Regions from separate parts of the Macaca mulatta genome. Here region 2 is linked to region 1. A link is a contact called in public Hi-C data. All regions are on one chromosome and are shown on one strand. The core of a region is the stretch at or near the end of the contact, and the rest is flanking DNA. Distances in the headings are between cores, read along the strand shown. Region 1 has its middle 13 kb from the start of CNGA2. Region 2 holds the start of GABRQ (gamma-aminobutyric acid type A receptor subunit theta).

Region 1 (6,542 bases), core at 402-2,901:
CTAGCTTCATCTCAAAATCCTCAAATATCACCAATCAGGACTTACCCCATCTGGCTATGATGTTATCTCTACAATTGGGTAAACAACCTACCAGAAACCTGGGTTTCTGGCCCACAGTGGCTCAGTCTGGGGGTGCTATCACTTTGAGGTTCAGGAGCAACTTTGGGCTGGCATGACCATAGCAGCCAGTATTTTGAACTGCACACTCCACTCCTTTCTGTACACAGTACCTGAAACTGTTCCATAACAGGTACAGTTAGCTCTCGGCACGTTTGAACACAGTCACTGCCTCGCCTGCCTTGTCTTTGAGCCAAGGAAAACTGTTTTCTGTTCCACATGGTCAGAACAGAAAAGGAAGAACAAGACCGTGCCTGTAAAATGAGATGCATTCCTGGGACTCTGTTTGCTGACAGAGTTCCTGTTTCTCAGATTCTTTACTCCCCCACCTACCCCTCAATCCACATCTGCACAAAACTGGTCTATTCTCTGAAATGACTGCTATACTATGGACATGCTGGACACAACATTGTTTCCTAAAGGGCTGTATTTTTATTTCATAGGCATAATAGAAAACACCAAGCACCTGAAAAAAACAAGAAATACACTGGTTTTCTCATTCTTTCAAAAAATATTTGTTGGCATCTACTCTGGGTCAGGCACTGAACAGAGACAATGTAATCAAGCAACAAGAGGTGATTTGATTGAGTGGGGCTGGGGAGATCTCTAGAGACCCCCCAAATCAGGGTGGCTATAGAAAAGTTTGTTTCACCTTGAAACCTGAGGGACCCAGTGCTTACAAAAGAGACAGAAAGGGGGAGAGACATGAGCTAAGGCTTCGGGGCCTGGCCTGAGGAGGCAATACTCTTGGGCCACTGGTGGTACATCCGAATTGTTGCACTGGTTTTGAGGCGGGGACTCCAACTCAGCCTCTCTAAGCACATTGCATATCCAAGTGCTCAGCAATTAAATCGATCCACAGAGGTGACTCACAGGCAGACAGCCAGCACAGTCACGGAGCTCTGTCTGCATTCCCAATTTGCCTGCTCAGGTTGCTGCCTTGTTAATGTTATTTACCAAGCCCGATGCCCTGAATACCTGTCCCCAGCCCCTGCTGGAGCCCTCTGGCCATTGTCCCTGTTCGCCTGTCACATCTTGTCACTACCTCCTTGAATTCAACAGGTTTGGGCAGCCTGTCTACAGACCTGCCTCATCACTCTTGTGTCTCCAGGAGCTAGGAAGATGGCCTAGCAGTCCCAACCTTACCCTCTCTCAGAACAGGTCCCAGAGGTGAATGGCCTACAGCTGCACCCCTCCTCCCTTTCTTTGGGCAAGAAATGGAATGGGTTGCCAACAAAAACCCTGCAGGGTGGCACTGTGTCACTGGCAAATGTGGCCATTGAGAAGAAAGGGTGAGGGCAAAGGCTCCAAGGGAGATGTGGAGATGAGGAGATCTGGGGCAGGCGCTGAAGAGCTTCCTCCTGCCATGCCCTGTGCCTGCAGCTGCCCTGCTCAAATTCTTTCACCGGAGGATCTTGGGGCGCTCCCACTCCTAGAGTACAGGTCGTGCAAAAAAACTCCCGCTACGGGGAGATTGAGAAAGGGCTTGGCAAGCCCAGCTGCGCGCTCAAATCGCGGTGCAAGAGCGTCCCCACCATTCTTTATGGCCGGAGGTGGAACAGCAGCAGGGCGAGCTGTCTGGAGCCTGAGGCAGCCTTAGCTTGGTCAGCTGGGTGCTGCCCAGACCTGGCCCAGGCTGCTGCCCAACCCAGGCCTCTTGCCCAGCCCACTTGGGTCAGCCTTCCAAGACTCGGATCCCAAAAGCTGTGTCCCCTCCAGCACCAGACAAACAAGTTATATCTTGGTGGAATAGATTCCACCTTCCCAGAGTCAGAGTGCAACAGAATGCCAGAACAGAAGGGTCTCCAGAGACCTTACCAAGTATATAGATAACAAAACAGAGGCTACAGGTTCAAGGAAGTGCCTTGTCCACAGGCAACCCTAGGAACTCCTGATTATTATCTCAGTACTGTTCCCATCCAGCTTGAGTTCCGAGCCCCTGTGACCATCCACCTTGCCATTCTAGACCAACAAAGAGAGTGGGTCTATGCCGCAGGGACTCAGACCCTTAAGAGCCAGAGAGCCACACCTATGGTTCCCAGGTATGCCTACTCCTCCAGCTGGTCTCTGATTCCACCACTTCGGGAAGAAGTTGGAGGGACTTGGATATGGCACAAACCCAGGCTATGAAACCCAATTGGTATTTAAATGACCTAACAACAAATTGCTCAATTTAATTTGCTTACCCGATTCAATAAAGGAGAAACAAGAAAACCCATCTAATTAAAAACATTGATCCATAGAAACTGGCAACTCCAAAGGCCTGACTGGAAGTTTGAACTTAGACAAACTTGAGTGATACAAGGGTAGGAGCTGAGGTAAGACAAATCTATCCTCTGACTGTCCCCAGGAGGGCTGCAAAGGGCCTGCAAACTTCCTTTCTTAAAATAAGTGGGAAACTGAGCCCAAAAGGGAAAGAAATTTTTTCAGTTCAACCACTGAGATCACGTTAACTCCAGGATCTGTAGAGCCCAGGAGAGAGTTAGGTTCATGCTCCACTGAACCCCCTCCTGGCCACAGACTGGGGCCATTGGTCTTGCTCTTCAACACTCTTGCTCATTTGGCTTGTGGGACCTCACATCTCATCCTGCTTGCCCATCCAGCTCTTCTACATCTTTCAAGACCCTGGGCAAATATCAGGTTCCAGGGACAAATCTGTCCATAGAAGACAAGACAGCAGCTTGCTGAGGCCCCCTTAGCACTGCCCAGTTTGAGGCATGTGAATATGCAGTTAGGCTGGCAGCACTGGGAAAGAGCAGGGTCTTCCTCAAGCCTAGGGGAGCCAAGGAAAGAGGCTCTATTGCATACTGTCCTCTTCCCCCCATCTACCCTACTGTGCTATGTTCCAGATTTCCAGGAATAGAATTGTCCAAGTCCCCAGAAAATGGGAGTGGAACAGGACCAAGCTTAGGTTACAGGGCTCCTAGGCCAGTGTTCCTACGGGCCCTCCCTAAGCATGGCCTTGGTCTGAGCCACAGCATTGAGTCCCTTTTTGACCTGGGCTTAGCAAACATTTTATCTAGAAAAGCATCTTCATCACCCTCCCCGTCAGGCTAACTGTAGCTGGCTTGGTGTCAGGCCCTGAATCAGGGCTAGATTGTCCTTCCAGGGAAATGTCTGCCTCGGAGAGAAGCAAAATCACTTAGTTCTTGGCAGCTCAGTCCCTGCCAGGGGGAAGGTGACCTGCCACTGAACCCATAGCCAGTATAGCACAGTACTCCTCCTGCTGGGGCCAGCTGGTACCCCATGCCTGCCTACCTCAGCTCCCTGTTCAACTGGGAAGCTCTACCTTAGCAGAGCCCTCTGGGAACCAAGTCCACACCCACTCTCCTCCTCCACACACATACCCTCCTGCAAGTAGCTTTGGCTATAGGAGGGCAGTATGAATCTCACACAGCCCCATCCTCCGGGAGCAAGGGAGGGGGAAAGCCACAAATACAGATGATAGCTGGAGTCACACTTGTTTGTAGGGGATCAAAGAAGGCTTTGGGAGGGAGGTGACATTAGAGGTGACTTTGAAGGATTAGGGGAATGTTGCAGACAGATGTAGGGATAGAAGTAGGTGTAAGCCGAGTTCCTCGTGGGACAGCTCCAGTTGGGTTATGGAATACCAAGGAGTTTTGTGTGAGTAAAACCTGTAGGGCTATGAGGATGGGCAGAGAGAAGCAGCTGAGGATACGGGGTTTAGTCCATTAGAGACAAAGGAGGAAGCCAGCCCCTAAGAAGTTCCCAGTATTGGGCGTGTACAGAACACTGAGGTACCAGTAGCTGCTCTAGGTGCTGCAGATGCAGTGGGGGCCAGCACAAAGGTCTATCTTAGGGAGCTGACATTCTAACTGGGGAAACAAGCAATAAACAAGGAAACCAATGAACAAGAAGATTGTGGAGGGTGCTCACTGCTTTTGACTACTCTGCTGGCTAGATGGGGAGTGGGTTGGAGTGGAAGGAGCAAAGGTGGAAACAGAGACACCAGTCTAGAGGCGACTGTAGTCATCCAGGAGAGAGCCCTGCACGAGGGCAGGAGTGGCGGAGGTGAGAGAGGTGCATGGATTCTGACTGGACTTTGAAAAGTTATGCAGACAGGGTATTTTCTGGCTTATTGGATGCAGTGGATATTTTCTAGCTTATTGGATGCAGTGGATGAAGAAAAGCGAGGGATCCAGGCTTACATCAGGGGCTTTGGCCTGAGCAACTAGAAGGACAGACGTGCCATTACCAACATGGGAAGATGAGCAGGTTCTCTAGGAAACTCCAAGGGGTGAGTTATGGTGGTGTTACTTTTCAAATAGCATGGTGGCATCGAGTAGGTATTTGGCTATATGTATACAATCACCTGTGTACTACTTTCATGTGACACTGGAACAATTATTTTTATAATAATTTTATTTATGTCAATTTTAAGTAGGCTGACATTAGCTCCATGCTAACCAATCTTATCCATAACATCAAGGGTTTTTCAGATTTCTAGTATTTTTTTTTTCTGAATACAATAAGTAATGACAACCACAGTGCTCAAGTCTCCCTGTAATTCCACCCTGACATTCTCTCCTTCGCCAATCTCCAGCAGAGTCTGGGTACCTAGCATCAACAAACTGGTACTGGACATTGGCCTTGACACCCAGGAACCTCTGAGGGCCTTCAAAGGGACCACAGTGGGGCACAGTGGAAAAGAGAACTGGTCCAGTAGCTCTGCAAGGCCCCGGGAGGCAGCCACCTAACTGCCTCAACCGGCCCTGCTCAGTTCTCTGCTGTGTGGAGGGTTCACAGAGTGGAGCCCACCACCCTTTCCTGAGGTTCATGCGCCCTCTGGTGGTAGGGTTCCCCATCTCTGTGCACTGGGGGCTTCCTTGTTCCCGGGTTAAACAGAAAACAGAGACCCTCTGCCTCGGATTCACCGAAGGGAAGGGATAAATGGTCAACCTAACTTTAAGCTCCAGACCAAGGAATAGATGCTTCCGAGGCTTGGACTCAGGTTGGGCTGGCCAGACAAGGGCCACCACAGGTCACACCAAAAGAAGAGGGAGTGTGGTGTGCAGGAAAGGGGACTTTTTTTTCTATAGAAGTTCACCAATGCAGAGAAAAGCAAATTGATGGCCATATTCAACTAGAGCAATTTACCTTCAATGGATATTTTCAAAGGAAAATAAAAAACATTCCAATTTAAACATTTTAAAATCAAGAGCAGGAAACAACAGGCTGTGCTGAATAAATCCAACACATAATGGAAAATGTACTTCAGTTCCTATATTACAGCCAGTTATAGGAGAGAAGCGGGGGCGGCGGCCAGCAACAGACAGGAGAGTCAGGCTCTTACAGAGAAAGCAACCCGAGAGAGGGTGGGTGAGGGGTTGACCAGAGACAGACACTGCCTAGGCTGACATCCAGGTCCTCACACAGGCATACACACACACACACACACACACACACACACACACACACACACACGACAAGCTGCACAGATATTCCTTCTGTTGTTCCTTCATCCTTTTCTCAATGAACAAGCTGTCTTTAGATGAGAAGACATTATTGCTAAACAGACACTTGCAGACCAATGTGCAAGGGAGTCTCACATAGAAAGCTGTGGTGGGACTCAGAGAAGGGGCCTGTGAATTTAATCTCAGAAGAAAAAGAGGCAGAAAACGGTAATCCAGGCAGAGGGAACAGCGTGAGAAAATACCTGAAAGCATTCCAAGACCTTAACCCTAACTTCTCAAAAAGGAAGTTTTCATCAACTCTAAAAATGAATTCAATGTAATTTTATGAAGAGCAGGAAATCGAGTTGATGGGTGCTGACGAGTTGATGGGTGCAGCACACCAACATGGCACAAGTATGCATATGTAACAAACCTGCACGTTATGCACATGTACCCTAGAACTTAAAGTATAATAATAATAATAATAATAATAAAGAAATAAAAGTAACTTGAAATTTTAACTTTTTTTAATCGCAATTTTAGAAGCACTCAGTAGCTAACTAAATCAAAGAATATTCCCTTGAGCAAAAAAATACCAAAAATTAAGTAATAAAAATATTTTTAAATGAAGTTTTTAAAAGAAAAATGAAAAAGAGCAGGAAATCTAGACCTTCCTCTAATGACAATCCAATAGTCCACCCTCGCTGTCGTCAAAAGAAACAAAAAGTTCAACCCCAAAATAAACAGTAATTAGCCTGAGATATTGTAAATGTGGCTCTACAGTCTGAAATTTAATGGCATCTTTTGTCAAAAATAGTCTTATTTCCACTTTAGTCTCATGACTACAATACTATAGTGCTATCCCTATAGTATTTACTATGATACAGTCATCAAAAATATCTGAAAAAAGTTCTTAGACATTGTGAAATAGTGCATCCATCCACTTCTATAAAAATAGGAGCCACACAAAGATCTAAAAGAATGCTGCCTGCCCAGATCCAGAACAGATAA
Region 2 (6,653 bases), core at 2,252-4,751, 900 kb before region 1:
GCATATCATTAGCTTTCATTAACCCTTTAGAGTGGGAGCTTCCTTTGAGCTGGAATGTAACTAACCTCTTTTTAATGGACCATTTCTTTTGTTTGTCCTTGATCTAGGTTTTCTACGTGTCCCCTGGGCTACGGAATGCTGCCGTTGCTATGCGGGGTCAGGGTAGGTTGCCTGTCGCTTAAAGTTGTGTGGTCCAGGCTAGTCGCCCTTTTTAAATGGGAGGCTAATTACGAAAATGGGGGAGGAACTGATGTATGATTTTCCTGGGGGGTTGTGTGTCAGTTTCTTTGTCAGTTTTAATTTCAGCACCAGAGATCTGAGTAGTAGGCTGAGGAGTTTGGATTTTATTTGGTAGTTAGATAAAACCATTAAAAGTTCCTGAGGTGATCTATCTGGGTTTATAAAGACCACACTGACTGCGGTGTCTTGAATAGACTGGGAATGAGGGAGCTGAGGTGGAAGTGTCCAGTGCCTGGGTGAGTTAAGTACACTAGACAGAAAAGACCATGCTCTCAGTTTTGAACTGGCTGAATGGGACAAGTGCCCAGGGTGTGAAGAATGTGCTCAAGTAGAAGAATATGTGTCCTCCCAGGAGCTGGAGCAGAAAACTCTAGCCTGAGAAACACGGCACGCTGCATCCTGTACACCCATTTCTGTGCTTCGCTCTTTGCCAGCCACACCATTGTAAGGGGAGTGTGGAGGAGGTAGAAGGCCCTCATGTATCTGAAGGCAGAGAAGTGAGAGATATTACAGGGTGCAGAAGGCCTGGGGGTGCTTCCTTGCTGGTCTCTGCAGAGTCAGGAAGGTGGGATCTGGAGAGGCACAGGTGTAGAGCCCACCGGGTACCACTGGTCAGCTTACAGGGCAGGGCTGGCTTGCTGTGTCTCTGCTTTAGGACACCTAACCCAAGTTCTCTTGTGTCTGGATATGGCTTACCTCCAAAATTCGGTCTCAGGCGGACATCGTATCTCGACAGCACCCTGTCCAAAATCTTTTGAACCACAGCTTCATTTGCACAATTTTTGCTGAAACAGAGAAGTCATAAGTAAATGCTGGTCGATTTGGGGCCGACTTGCCAGTGGTTGCCTTGCTAGGGCCTTCTCTTCTCCAGCACATACGCAGACATGTCCAGTCATATGTGTACACACTCTCTCTCCCTGCTCCCCTCCCTCCCCATGGTGAGTCAGCCAGAAGCGCAGTGGTGACGCAGACTCCTCTTCCCCCCTATCTTCCCAGCTTTAATCCAGAGGGTGGGGCTCAGAGACTGGATCCCTGTTACCAGGCAGGACTTGTGGGGGTTGAAGAGAGGAGGTGGTAGGAGAAGGGGAGACGAAGAAGAGTGGGCAGATGAAAGCCCTCAGAAAAATGCATTACCTCAGCCCCCTCAAGAGCCCCATCTTGCAATCAGCCTGGGCGCTGTTTTCTAGGTTGGTGGGGGTCCTCCCTCCAGGGGCACCTGCTTGCCCCAGGAAAAGTCATCTTTCACTCTCAGTGCCCTCGTAAGATGAGCTCAAAGTCACATTTTCCCTTACCTGGGCTAGGGCTGGGCATTTTTTAGTCACTTTTATGTCAACCTTGTTTCTATACACCTCTGTTTTCCAGACTTGGCATATGGCATAAGACACACAGAGAGAGCCTTGCTGGTGTAGCTGAGATTTATGACCCTCATCCAACCAAACCATTTCAGATTCTTGGGGCTCAGAGCTCTCCTCGGAAAGACATCTATTCTGGGAGCAGGTATCTCTCTTGCTAAGCATGTGCTTCCACCCTGGAGGTGTCTTGGGTGAGCATAGGTAAGTGGACCCACCCCAGCTCTGCGGAGAGCTGACCTTTCCAGAGATCTCTGACATGCTCACCCTATTCACCTAGACCTTCAACAGGGCTCCTTCCCCAACAGGGCTTGTGAATCAGAACAGGCCCCGGCATCACTGTGACTCTTCGAATCTTTGACGCATTGCCCAGGGAACGTCAGCCCCTGCAAATGTGTGTGTGTGTGTGTGTGTGTGTGTGTGTGTGTGCGCGCGTGCGCGCGCGCATGTGTGCATGTTCACTGGCGCAGTATGGTATGTTGGGTTGAGGGCACTGCAGGGCTGTTTGCTGGAACCTTGCCAAACTAACACCACCCCCCCCCCGCCTTTTATGAGTACATGTTAATTTCTGGCTTGCCATTTAAACATTGTTAAAAATTACTCCTAATCATCTTTAATCAAAAATTTCATTTTGCAACATTCCAAAATGTGTACATGAATTATTCCCAAATTAAAGCAATGCATTCCCACCTGTTTCCAAGCACACATTACCCATGTGCCAAAGCTCAGGATCTGTGGCCACCCCAAATACACATTTCTGTGTGATTTACATGTAAAGGCTTCAGATATTCGCACATCCAAACAAACTTGAAATCAAAATGAGAAAAAAACCGGAATCTTCAAATATTTTCACACGACTAAGTACAAAAGCATACCCATCCCAGACCACACGATTCGTGGTTATTCAGACACGATCGCACTGTCTGGGCTCCGATGGGTTTGAGTTAATCATTTCTATCTGCCGCATTGGAAAGAGTCCTTCACCCCCTCAACACATGCATGCACGCGCGGGCGCCTCAGGGAATGTACTAAAATGTAGACTCAAACAGGTGTCTCTCCTGTCTATGTTTTGTGAATTGCCCATCATCCTGTGCCCTCCTCCCCAATCCCACAGGTGCCAAAGCTGGGGAAAGCTGCCGGGAACCTTAAATCCTTGGGGATGGATGGGCAGATCCTGGGACGAGGGCAACTCCCGCCCCCACCCCTCGGGCTGCGGTTTGGGCACACGCAGGGCTCAGTCAAGCTCCGCAGTAACAGGTGGGCGGAAGCACAGGGCTCCATTTCAACACCCCACTCCCACCTCACCCCTTCTAGGGGCCAATAGGCAGGGGCCCGGGCGCCAGGGCTCAGCGAGCCCGGGTCCAAGTCCCCTCCAGCCCGCTCCGTCCAAGAGGCCAGAGGTTATCTGCCCGTCTCCATTCCCGTCCCCGCCATGCCTAGCCTGGCGGTGCCCGCTTACCAGTTGAAGAGGTTCAGGACGACTTCGGGCACAGCGGAGGAGAACTCGAAGTGGAATTTCGGGATGGGACTGGGGTAGTTGCCCTCCGCGAGCCAGGTCCTGATGAGCAGCAGGATCACTGCGGCTCGCAGCATGCCTCGGATGCCCATGGCTGGGGCGTTCTGGGCGCCTAAAGGCGCGGGAGATGGGGCCTCGAAAAGCGACAGAGGTGGGGTGGGGAGTGGATCACTACTGGGGCCGGGGAAGGCGGGATTGCTGGCCCTTCCCCAGAGTCGCCTCTAAGGAGAGAGCAGCGAGGGCAAGGGAAGTAGGGGTTGCGGGGGTAGGCCCGGATACCGGAGGTGAGAGCCCGGGAAAAGCAACCACCCAGCAGCTCTGCCGGACGCAGCTCCCCCCAGGGCGCGCCCGGCAGCTGCGAGGTGCGCTCCGTCTGCTGCCACTCCTGGCTGCGACTGGGCACAGATCCCAGCTCGCTGCTGGCTCCGCCCACTCCGACGGCGGCGCAGACCCAGCCAATCGGACAGGTGCTAGGAGCCGCACAAAAAGGCGCGCGCTCCTGCCTCCGCCCGCAGCTTGCGCGCCTCCCGGCCCCCGCCCCTTCAGGCTTCTGCAGTCTTTCCCCGGCCATCTCCAGACACAGACAGGGCGGGGCCGGGCTGGGGGAGGGGGAGGAGGGCTGGCTCCTCGGGGGGTTGGGCGGGGAATCCGCCTCAAGGGGCACTGGGTCCTCTCTCTTCTCTGCAAAATGTGAAATGTGTGTTTTTCTTGGAAGAAAGAGCCTGTGCGCGAGAGTTGTATTTTATGGTGAAGGGAGTATGGTAATTTGACTGCCATGGCTGAATCTGCATTCTGAAAGACTTGGACAATTTGGGGGATCAGGAAGTACCCAACGACTGGTCACTCAGTACCCTTGAGCCTCCAGTAACCCCGCGTGCCTTGCTTCTGAGTGAGGTCAAGGGGGATCCTAATGGGTTTTGTTACAGGGCTCCGGCCACATAGGAATGCTCCTCCATCAGAACGGACATTGGGCTACAGGAGCCCAAGAGTTGCTTAAGACTTAAATTTCCTCGAGTGCTCTTCACCCCAACTTTGGGTACTCAGGAAAACGACTCAGGGAACTGGAAGGGCTCACCAACTGGGGTCTCTCTGAGATGTGGTCGTGTCTCATCAGCTAGGGGATGCAGAATGATAGTTCAGGGCTGACACGAGAAGGGGAAAAGAAGGCCAAGGTCAGTGTTTGGGGGTGTTCAAGGGAGTTAGGCACTGGAGACCAGGGTATGCTCATGTTCCTGCGTTCTGACTCCATCATATGGAAAAGCCTGGCATCTTGACTAGAGGGCTCTTATTCTTTCCACTACCTCAGACACTGCCCCTCTGGGACAGAAAAATCGTGGAGGATAAGAAATGCCTCCACCCAATTTCCTATGTCCTTCCTATCCCATGACAAAGCAAGTTCAGAAAGCTTAGAAAGTGACCTCACCAGAGCCCATAGGTCAAATGGGTAATCAACAAATAGAGCTGCCATGTTCACCAGCATGCCACCTCCCACATCATACCATTGAGAAGAGTTGCAATCAAAATGGATTTCAGGTTTACTTTTGGTTAACTGAACATTCACTGAGAAACAAAACATCTCCCCGTTTTTTCCCCCTCAGTATTTGATGAAATGAGTTGAGATTGCTTGTGCCCAGCAAAGCATGACTTAACCTGGTAGGCCAAGCGATTTTGCACAGCTGAGCGTTTAACTCTTTTACCACTCCCCATTTAAAATCATTTTAGAACCGTACTTTTATTAAAAATGTCGCTCATAGTTTCCTGCCTTCACCTTTCTTTCCCATCTCCCCTCTTTCCCTGTCCATTGCAGTAAGAAAAAGGATGGTGGGACCCATTTGTCAGGATCACATATAAGAGCAGATTAAACCCACCCCTACTGCTATCAGTCCTGCCCCATGACCTCTGGTCACACAGATGTCGTTGTAGAGAAAATCCTTGTTTGCCAAAAATGTTAGGGCCATTCCGGGGCATTTTGTACAACCACCTTGGTTGTAATGTAGGGAAACTGAAGCCCAAAGAAGAAAAAGGGATTGGCCCAATGTCACACAGTAGCGGAGGCCAAAACTAGAATCCGTATTTCCAGGTTTGCTTACTTCGAGAAGAGTGCATTTTCAGTCTAAGTCAGCTTTGACTGGAAGTTCAAGCAACCACCAGCAGGTGGGAGTAGATTTGTTTGAATGTGGGATGTTCCCAGCACTGAGGAATCAAATTCCACAGGCAATTGGTTTGGTCCCTCACTTGTCAGAGGAAACAAGCCTGAAGCCTGAAGCCTGAAATTTTGTTCTTAGATACCCTTGTGACTATGGAGATCGACAAAAAGTTGATGGCAACGATGAATTCTCTTCCAGAACTTACATCCCAGAAGGCCCTCCCCTACTTCGGGTCTCCCTAGAGGTAATGCTTCATTGAAATTTCTGACTCACAAGAAAAGGATAGGCAAAATGCAACAAGAAATACAAAAATGCCATTATAATTTGTACTTATTAAGCGTTTGTCTGGTTAATTTATTATAATATCCATAAAGATCTAGATTGAATAAGCTTAAGCCTGAATATAGGATAATGGTGTAGGGCAAAGAATACTCATCTGGAAGTTAGCCCATCTGTGTTCTGACCCAGCTCTGCCCACGACAGTGTATATTCCAGTTTGGCTGGAGGGTAGAGTAAGTTTGGAGGTAAGAAAACAGGTGAAATAGGTAAGAGGTGAGAAATTAGGTAGAACTTGACTTTGTAAGCAACACACACTCAGTGCACAATAAATTCTTGTGTAATGAATGAGGCAAGAGAAAGTATCTGAGTCCTAATTTTCCAAAATAAAAAATTGTATTTTATTTTAGAGTCAACAGTAATCTTTTGAAGGATTTGTGCAAGGGAATGACACAATCAGAGTGGCACCTTGGCACTGAAGGAAACACTGGGAGGAAGAGGGACTGGGGGCAAGAAGAGCGCACATATCCTTCTGATAATAGCCAGCTAGGTAGCTTGAACTAACTGTTCCAGTGAGGACAATGAAACAAACTGGCTGAATGTAGAAAGAAATAATTGTTATAAAGAACTGAGAGATACTGAGGCTAAAATCCAGAAGAAGACAAGAACCCAGGGAGGAAAGCCCAGCACTAGAATCCTCTTTTGTCCTGATGGCTTCTACTGAATCTGGAAGAGAGTTATGAAATTGAGCTGCAGTTTTGGTGGCATCATAAGGAAAAAAGTGAAAGCTCAAGGTCCAAGGAAGTAGGGGATTTGATTAGCATTCTTGTCATTCTCAGCTGAAACCTTGAGTGGCTACCCCTTTGGGTTAATGGCGACCCATAAGTAACCAGCCCTTGTGTGGTCTTGTAAACCTAGATACTCATCATGTGGGCAGTCCAAGGAACCTAAAGCCATGATCTTGGGTTAAAATGGCCTTGGACAAGTAGTATCCTCAGGCATTTGAAAATACTCCCAGCAAATGAAAAGACTCTCTACTGGAAGGTATTATCATTTTGGGCTTAGAATCATTTGTACAATAATTTTTCAAAAATATGCCAGCATATAGTCAAAGATAACTTGGCA

What was found. A called contact is a pair of places that touch in the nucleus more often than the background predicts.
Region 2: a contact with region 1 is called in a Hi-C map of fetal cortex germinal zone, with 4 times the contacts expected there. The contact joins the promoter of GABRQ here to the enhancer-like site in region 1. A contact is called at or near these places in 4 of 14 Hi-C or Micro-C datasets (blood, fetal cortex germinal zone, fetal cortical plate and 1 more).

Annotation. Positions count from the first base shown.
Region 1 is chrX:157,985,775-157,992,316 of T2T-MMU8v2.0, reverse strand. No RefSeq gene overlaps it. Among named protein-coding and RNA genes, the nearest start is that of CNGA2, 13 kb to the right of the region's middle. Within about 2 kb of position 1,651, at least 2 of the 40 cell types and tissues checked have an H3K27ac peak or open chromatin away from gene starts, as enhancers often do. A contact at or near this core is called in fetal cortex germinal zone, where this site is marked.
Region 2 is chrX:158,888,479-158,895,131 of T2T-MMU8v2.0, reverse strand. GABRQ (gamma-aminobutyric acid type A receptor subunit theta) reads right to left here and starts at 3,501. Exons shown (of 9, transcript XM_001093973.4): 1 at 3,049-3,501; 2 at 937-1,025. The coding sequence starts at 3,197.